2 separate regions of the Sus scrofa genome follow, and region 2 is linked to region 1. The links are chromatin contacts, called in public Hi-C maps. All regions are on one chromosome and are shown on one strand. Each heading gives the region's core, a stretch centred on a gene start, on an enhancer-like site or on the middle of the called end of the contact. The rest is flanking DNA. Distances are from core to core; before and after follow the strand shown.

Region 1 (3,956 bases), core at 1,013-3,512:
TGTAAAACATAAAGTTTACACACACACTTTAAAAGAGGGTAAAATAGTTCGGTCTCTTTCAGAAAGCATTGTAATGAAACAAAATACTTTTTTGAAAAATGGAGGCAAAGCATCTTACATATTTCATGGTAGTTTTTAATTGTATTGGCTTTTTTCCTCTTTTTTTTTTTTCTTTTTAATGGCCATACCTGAAGCATATGGAAATTCCCAGGCTAGGGGCTGAATCTGGGCCACTGCTGAGACCTACACTGCAGCTGTGGCAACACCTGATCCTTTAACCTACTGCACCAGGCTGGAGATGGGCTCTCTAGGCTGGGGATCAAACCTGTGCCTCCAAAGTGACCTAAGCTGCTGAAGTCGGTTTCTTTCTTTTTTTTTTCTTTTTTCTTTTCTTTTTTTTTTTTTTTTTTTTGTCTTTTTGTCTTTTTGCTATTTCTTGGGCTGCTCCCATGGCATACAGAGGTTCCCAGGCTAGGGGTTGAATCAGAGATGTAGCCACCAGCCTATGCCAGAGCCACAGCAACGCCAGATCCAAGGCATGTCTGTGATCTATACCACAGCTTAGGCCAAGGCTGGATCCTTAACCCACTGAGCAAGGCCAGGGATTGAACCCAAAACCTCATGGTTCCTAGTCGGATTCGTTAACCACTGAGCCATGACAGGAACTCCCTGAAGTTGGTTTCTTAACTCACTGTGCCACAGGGGGAACTCCTGTGTTTTTCCTCTTATGTATTCACGTCTTTTTTATTTTTTATTTTTTTCTATTTGTGCTACTGCTGTGCACAGCCCTTGATTCCTAGAGAAACTGTTGACTTTACCTCTCACCTTTGGCTAAAAATATAGAGTTGCTTAACTCTTTAGATTTTTCTTTTATCCTCAATAATGCCTTGACTTGCTTTTTGCCCCAAAGAAACCCACAAAGAGAATTGGGGGGGGGGAGCCCATTATTTTCCTCTGCTTTTAGAAACTGAACCAATTAGTGAGGTGCAATCAACTTCTACAATATTCCTCTAACAAACTAAATATACTGCACACAGAATAGGTTTAGACATCTTCCCTCCACCGAGTTTATTTAAGGCTCTTTGGCAGGAACTCGTGCTGGAATAGGCAGCTTCTTGGATGCTTTCAACTTGCAATTTGACACCTAATGGTTTTCCTCTTGGCTGAGAAACTCCATAAACAGAAGTGAGCAAGAGACCATGTGACTCCAGTGCTCTGGGCAGCTCAGATCCCTGGAAAGGAGGGGTTGGGGGCAGGGACAGAGGCTGCTCCTGGCTGCTGTTTTAAGATGCATCCAACAACGAAAACATCCTTTCTCAGAGGCATGAGTCCGTGTCCTCAAGAGCCAGGGCATTTGCTTGGGCCCCAGGAGCTGGGGGAACCTGCTGCTCCATCTTGGGTGAGGTGTCTGCTTTCAAACAGCTCCCTGCCCTTTTGCTGCAAAGGCAGTGTGAGGGAGTAGGAAAAGCCTTCAGAGCTGAAAGTCTGCACTTGGTGTGCCCAACACCCGTTGTACAATTGGGGGCAGGTTCCTTTGCTGTTCTTCCATTCAGGTTTTCATTGCTAAAATGGGGATGATGGTTTAAAATGACTCTCATCAAGCCAATAACCCCAGGCTTGGGCTAAGCATGCTAGGTTGTCTCATTTCCTCCCAAGCAGAAAGCCAAGCCAGCAGCTGAGTTTGAGGGTGGGCCTGTTTGCTGCCCTCTCCAAGCCCCCGGCTTCTCATCTCCAACCTGGAAATCACAAGAGGTCTTACCTCCCAAGGGGTGTTGGGAAGATGACGCAAGAGAATGTGAAAAAAAGTTACGAGAGTGATGGACGCATAATAAGTACTCAGTTGATGATGGCTGTTATTAACAGCCCTCAAAAGGTAGTTATTACCCCTTTAAAGATGTGGAAATTGGAGTTCTCTTGTGATGCAGTGGGTGGAAGATCCGGTTTGTCACTGCTATGGCACAGGTTTGATCCCTGACCCAGGAACTTCCATATGCCACAGGTATGCCACCCCCCGCCAAAAAAAGGTGGAAATTAGTACCAATAACAGTGGCTACTGCGTAGACCTGAGATTCAAGCTTAGGTCCATTGGCTATTAAAACGGGGCTCAAACCACCCCTGATAAAAATTGCTGTTGCCAGCAATTTGGGCCTCACTCTCATCCTCTGTGCCTCCCTCCCTCCCCGCCGCCTGCCTCCACTGGGCCCCCTGATCTCTGAATCATCCCAACACTCAGCTCTATTCTTCTGGTTCCCAGACCAAGGCTGAGTGGAGGGAGGAAGTTCCAAACCAGACTCAGCCTCTCCATCCTTTGAGGCTGGAGACTGAGTCACTCTTCCTGTGCACTGAGGACAAAGCGTTCCAGGGCTAACCACAGAGTCCTGTCTGTTCACTAAGGAAACCCCCGCAGTGGTCTCACAAAGGAGAGGAAAGCCTGGCCCGGCTGGCCACCGCCTCTCACGATGCCCATCCCCCTTGGTCGCCTTGCCACGGTCCCCATCCCGTTCTCCCTCCTGTGCTCCTGTTCCCACACCCAGGATCAGCTTGCTGTCGCCAATAACAAGGGCACTGGGATTGGCACATGGTACACAGCCCCTCTAATATATGTCATGGTCTTCAAGGCAACTCTTAGCGCCTCCAATTTCCATTGAGGAAAAACCAACTCAGAAGGATTACAGAATGCACCTGAGGACACATTAGCATTTATAAAAACAGCCATCTTTTGCATTTATTCTTTTTTTTTTTTTTTTTTTGTCTTTGTGCCTTTTCTAGGGTTGCTGCTGCGACATATGGAGTTCCCAGGCTAGGGGTCGAATCGGAGCTGTAGCCACCGGCCTCTGCCAGAGCCACAGCAACGCAGGATCCGAGCCACATCTGCAACCTACACCACAGCTCATGGCAACGCCAGATCATTAACCCACTGAGCAAGGTCAGGGATCGAACCCGCAACCTCATGGTTCCTAGTTGGATTTGTTTCTGCTGCGCCACGACAGGAACTCCTATTCTTTATGGATGTATTGAAATCACCTAGAATGAGATTTGTCAACCTCAGTGCTATTCTAGCAATATTCTCCTTGGAAGTGGAAAGGGTTTGCCATTACCTTTTCATGGCTGAACACAGAGGGAGCACCCATTGTCAACCCCCATTTTATCACCTCCACTTGAGTGCTGGTGGCTGAACTCAGCTATGCGGCCACACTTAGCGCTGGGGAGGCTGGGGTGTGTGGCTGTTCTTTTGTGTCCATATAAAAATCAGAGACTGTGGAATTCACATCGTGGCTCAAAGGAAACAAATCTGACTAGTATCTCTGAGGATGCGGGTTCCATCTCTGGCCTTGCTCAGTGGGTTAAGGCTCTGATGGTGCCATGAGCTGTGGTGGAGGTTGCAGACGCGGCTCGGATCTCACGTCGCTGTGGCTGTGGCGTAGGCTGGCAGCTGCAGCTCCGATTCGACTCCTAGCCTGGGAACCTTCATATGCCATGGGTGCAGCCCTAAAAAGCAAAAAGCAAAAGAAAAACAAAATAAAAATCAGAGATTGTGATGGTTAATTTTATGTGTCAACTTGACCAGGCTAAATGATACCCAGACAGCTGGTAAAGCATTATTTCTGGGAGTGTGTCTGTAAGGATGTTTCTGCAAAAGATGGGCATGTGATGCAGTGGACCGGGTGAAGAAATAGCCCCTCACCAAGGTGGGTGGCCTCACCCAGGGCCTGGAGAGCCCAGACGGAGCAGAAAGTAAAGGTAGGATGAACCCGCTCTCTCTTCTTGGGCTGGGCTGTCCACCTTTTCCTTCCCTTGGGTACCAAGACCCCTGGTTCTCAGACTCAATCACACCAGCATCTCCCCTGGGTCTCCAGCCTACAGATGCGGTGGGGAGGAGTGTCTTGGCCTCCACCACCTTGTGGAGCAAGTCCCAAAACCCTTCCCTTCTTACCTCTCTCTCTATTTCCTATCAG
Region 2 (3,956 bases), core at 970-3,469, 660 kb after region 1:
GTATTAGTTCGCTACAGCTGCTCTAACAAATTTCCACAAACTGAACAGCTCTGAGCAACATAAATTCAATTTTTTGCCCACAGTTTAGGAGGCTGGAAGTCCAAAGCCAAGGTGTTGGCAGGGCCATGCTCCCTCTGAAGGTCTAGGAAAGAATCCTTCTTTGCTTCCACTTACAATTCTTGGTGTTCTTTTGCTCATGGCAACATGACTCTAAGCTCTGCATCTGAGATCAGATGGCCTTCTTCCCTGTTCTGCATCCAAATGTTTTTCTATTCTTTCAAGAACACTAGTTATTCAGTGAGGGTCCACTCTAACCCATCTTAACTTGGTTATTTCTGTAAAGACCCTATATCCAAATAAGATCATATTTTGAGGTTCTAGGCGGGTGTGAAGTTTTGTGCAAACACTATTCAACCCCATACATGGGGTGTCACCAAGCTCTTTCTCTGCCTAGAGCCTTTGCACCACCTGCAAAGTAACTGAGATTCTTTGATTCTATCAGTACTTTTTAAATCTCACCTCCTCAGAGAGGAGTATGTCTACCTGGATTTTTTGTATTTCTCACAACATGTAATTATTTGTTTACTTTCACCTTCAGAAGAATACAATCTCCCTGGGATTGCAGAGTCCATGCCTGTTTCACTTATTTATCTTAGCATCTGGCATTATCCTTGACACATGGTAGAATTAAGAAATAAATCAATGGATGAGTGATTAGAAGGAGGAATGGGTGCATGGATGGAATGAGTGACTGTAAACAATGGACATTTTCTATTTAATTATACTCGTTTAATATTTTGCTTTTTGCTCTAATGATTATTATATTTGTATGCTTATCTGTTTATATCTGAGTTAATATCTACAGAAAATATTGAGGGCCTTTGATGGGGCAATGTCTAGGAGAAAAAAATGAGAACACCTGGATTCAAAACTTGCTCCCAGAAGCTTATAATTTAAGATAGAAGAAACAGATATTTTAGAAAGAAAATAATAATCACCTTTAGGAGTTTTATCTTAATGGTTGCATTAACTCAACATAATCAAAAAACTGCAACGTTTTAGGTTCATATATAGTTTACATTCTTCTAAAGTTTACACTGAGTAGCAATAAACAAGGCTTTATTAAAGGGTCTGGCACATAAAAAACATTCAATAACTACTAGTGGGATAAATTAGGGAATGGTTTGTAAAGAGGCAGAAGAACCCAACCATTATCTCTAAGAAACAGGCACAGTTTTTGCAGAGCTGAAACTGGCAGAAATCATTAATACCTATAGTGTTCATGAAAGTCTTTCCCAGCAGAATTCCTGGTTGGACTGACTTGTGTGTGGCAAAGTTTGTCTTGCTGTTTGAAAATTTGCGAGAAAGAATCTCCAAATGATAACCAGCTTAGCTGGATGCCTCTCTATTTAATTTGGGAAGACTCCATGATCCCTTTCAGAGAAGGATTGATTGGATTTTTCGTTAATTAAATCCTCCATCTAAGCACGAAAAAGCTCAGGAGTAAACTGAGGATACCATGTGAAAAACAGCATGTTTCACATATATGGGCTGGATTGCAATGGGGCACTTTAAATATATATATTCTTGTCCTCCCCTGGATAGGAGAGTGAAATTTGACTTTTCTGACATAGTACTAAACATGTCTGCTGACAGTCTGAGCCATGGTGTTGGCAGTTGTCTTGGCAAAATGCCTGAGGCTGTGTTACTAATTTATCAGCATTGCCATGCGTATCTGAGCTGGCTTTCTATAATTTTCTTGCTCTCATTCTCTTGGACCCTTAACTGCATTCTCCATATTAGGAGTTAACAGCACTTCTTCCTTTCACGGCACCTGCCATTAGATGAATAATTGTATTCATCCCTGTCCAGGAACCCTTTGAAAATTCCTTTGTTGATCAGCCACACAGCTGTATCCTGAACCTCCGCTGTCAGAGGCCCTTGGAAACGGCTCTCCTAACTCCTTATTGTCCAGCCCGGGACACCGCTCCCCTTGCCTGTGTGCTCCTTGCAAATAACGTCGTCTTGCGTTTCTGACATGATCCTGGACAGTCAAGCTGGTGCTTTTCTTCTCCTGGAGATGAAGGAGCGGGAGTGATTAGTCCTCCTCTCCCTCCCCCCCTCCCCATGTGCTCAGATCTGGGAGCTGCTCTGAGCCTAGACCTGCCTACACGCGTCACAGGCGCTGTCAATTAGGGGAACAGACGTCAATTGGGAGAACCGACAAGCAGGCAGGGCCCTGGCGCTGAACTGTGTCATGTGCCGACTCTGGTTTACACAGAATGAGAGTGGGGCAGTGAGGATCTCTCTGACTCATGGAGTGTTCTTTTTGAAGAGGGCTTTGTGATGTTTGACAGAGGAAGGAAGGAATTCGGACAAAACAAGGGAAGGAAGAATTTGTTATTTCTTGCCACCAGCCAAGTCTCTGGTTCCGGTTCCCAAGAATATAACTTTAATGTATAAGACACATACAAACCTAATTATATATCATTTAAAATTTGATCGGGAGCAACACCATGTCTTTGGAGTCAAGTTCTCTCTTTTGAGCTTACAAAAATAGGAACATGAGAAAAAAAAAAAAAGAGAGAATCATAGTGGATCCCCTACTGCAAATTCCATCACTGATATGTGTGGTTAACACCAATATGGGTGTTGAGTAAACCTAATGCATTATATCTTCTTTAAAAAAATTATGTCTGCTGCATATACATACCATGCTACAATAAGGAGCATGTTTGGATCTTCAGCAAAATGTAAGTAGGATAGTGGTGGGGAAGCGAAAAAAAAATAAAATACAAATTGAGACACAAAAATGAATAAGTTTGGAGAATAATAACAGCTTACACATAAAGCAAATTAATGCCAGATTAATTCAATTATTCATGAAAAGCTATGTGTTATTCTCCTTTATTCAGATAAAATTAAAAGGGATATATTTAATAGAAAACAAAACACAAACTTGGCACATAGATGTGCACATGATAGAAGTTCTTCCATTAATTCAGTAGTAAAGAATTCTAAGGTTCAATTAAACTTTTAGATAATGTGATACCACTTCAGTACACAAATGGCCATGTAAAAGAAACTTGGATTATATAGTAAAATAAATTGTTCTGTGTACTCTTAAAGGTATAAGTTATTTGGAGTACAAGGGAGTCTTCAAATATTAACCCTTAATAAAATGCCAAAACCATCTTTTAAAAGGTAAATAGAAGAAATAAGGTAAATACAACCTGGAAATATTATGGCAATGCTGTTGTCCAGAAAGTTTAAAACCTAGAACCATGCTTCACTGTGTCACCTGCAAATAAGCTAAGGCACAAAGCTTTACATTAAAAAGATGTTAGGAGTTCCCGTCATCGTGGCTCAGTGGTTAACGAATCCCACTAGGAACCATGAGGTTTGCAGGTTCGATCCCTGGCCTCGCTCAGTGGGTTAAGGATCTGGCGTTGCCATGAGCTGTGGTGTAGGTCGCAGATGCAGCTCGGATCCTGTGTCGCGGTGGCTGTGGTGTAGGCCAGTGGCTACAGCTCTGATTAGATCCTTAGCCTGGGAACCTCCATATGCTGTGGGTGTGGCCCTAAAAAAGACAAAATAATAATAATAATAATAAAAGATGTGAGAAACCTGAAATCATGCTGAAAGGATCTTTTCCTGTTTTTTTCATCCAAAAGTAAAAATGTCCCCACTGAAGCTCACCATGGAGAAAAGTATCTGTAAGGGATAATATTTCAGTTGTGCTGACCCTTATTTTCTTAACGTGATAGTTTGCATGTCACTACAAGGCTTTCTGGCATGAACACTTTTAAGTTCTGAACAATTAGCTTCAAGAACAAAAGCATGAAGTGGTGCACAAGTTCTCCACCAGTCAGCTTCAACTGACGATTCACACAGAGGCAGCCACCCGAAGCCAAATTGACTGTTTTTGAGAAATGGCGTTAGGGCTAATGCTCTGC

The links. Hi-C and Micro-C count contacts between places; a contact is called where the count stands out from the background.
Region 2: a Hi-C map of embryonic fibroblasts shows a contact between it and region 1, with 3 times the contacts expected there. The contact joins two enhancer-like sites. A contact is called at or near these places in 1 of 47 Hi-C or Micro-C datasets (embryonic fibroblasts) and 1 of 2 datasets of contacts at active chromatin or transcription factors (skeletal muscle).

What each region holds. Positions count from the first base shown.
Region 1 is chr10:21,619,444-21,623,399 of Sscrofa11.1, forward strand. No RefSeq gene overlaps it. Among named protein-coding and RNA genes, the nearest start is that of MIR181B-1, 75 kb to the right of the region's middle. Within about 2 kb of position 2,263, at least 21 of the 83 cell types and tissues checked have an H3K27ac peak or open chromatin away from gene starts, as enhancers often do. A contact at or near this core is called in embryonic fibroblasts and skeletal muscle, where this site is marked.
Region 2 is chr10:22,275,527-22,279,482 of Sscrofa11.1, forward strand. No RefSeq gene overlaps it. Among named protein-coding and RNA genes, the nearest start is that of TRNAE-UUC, 360 kb to the left of the region's middle. Within about 2 kb of position 2,220, at least 32 of the 83 cell types and tissues checked have an H3K27ac peak or open chromatin away from gene starts, as enhancers often do. A contact at or near this core is called in embryonic fibroblasts and skeletal muscle, where this site is marked.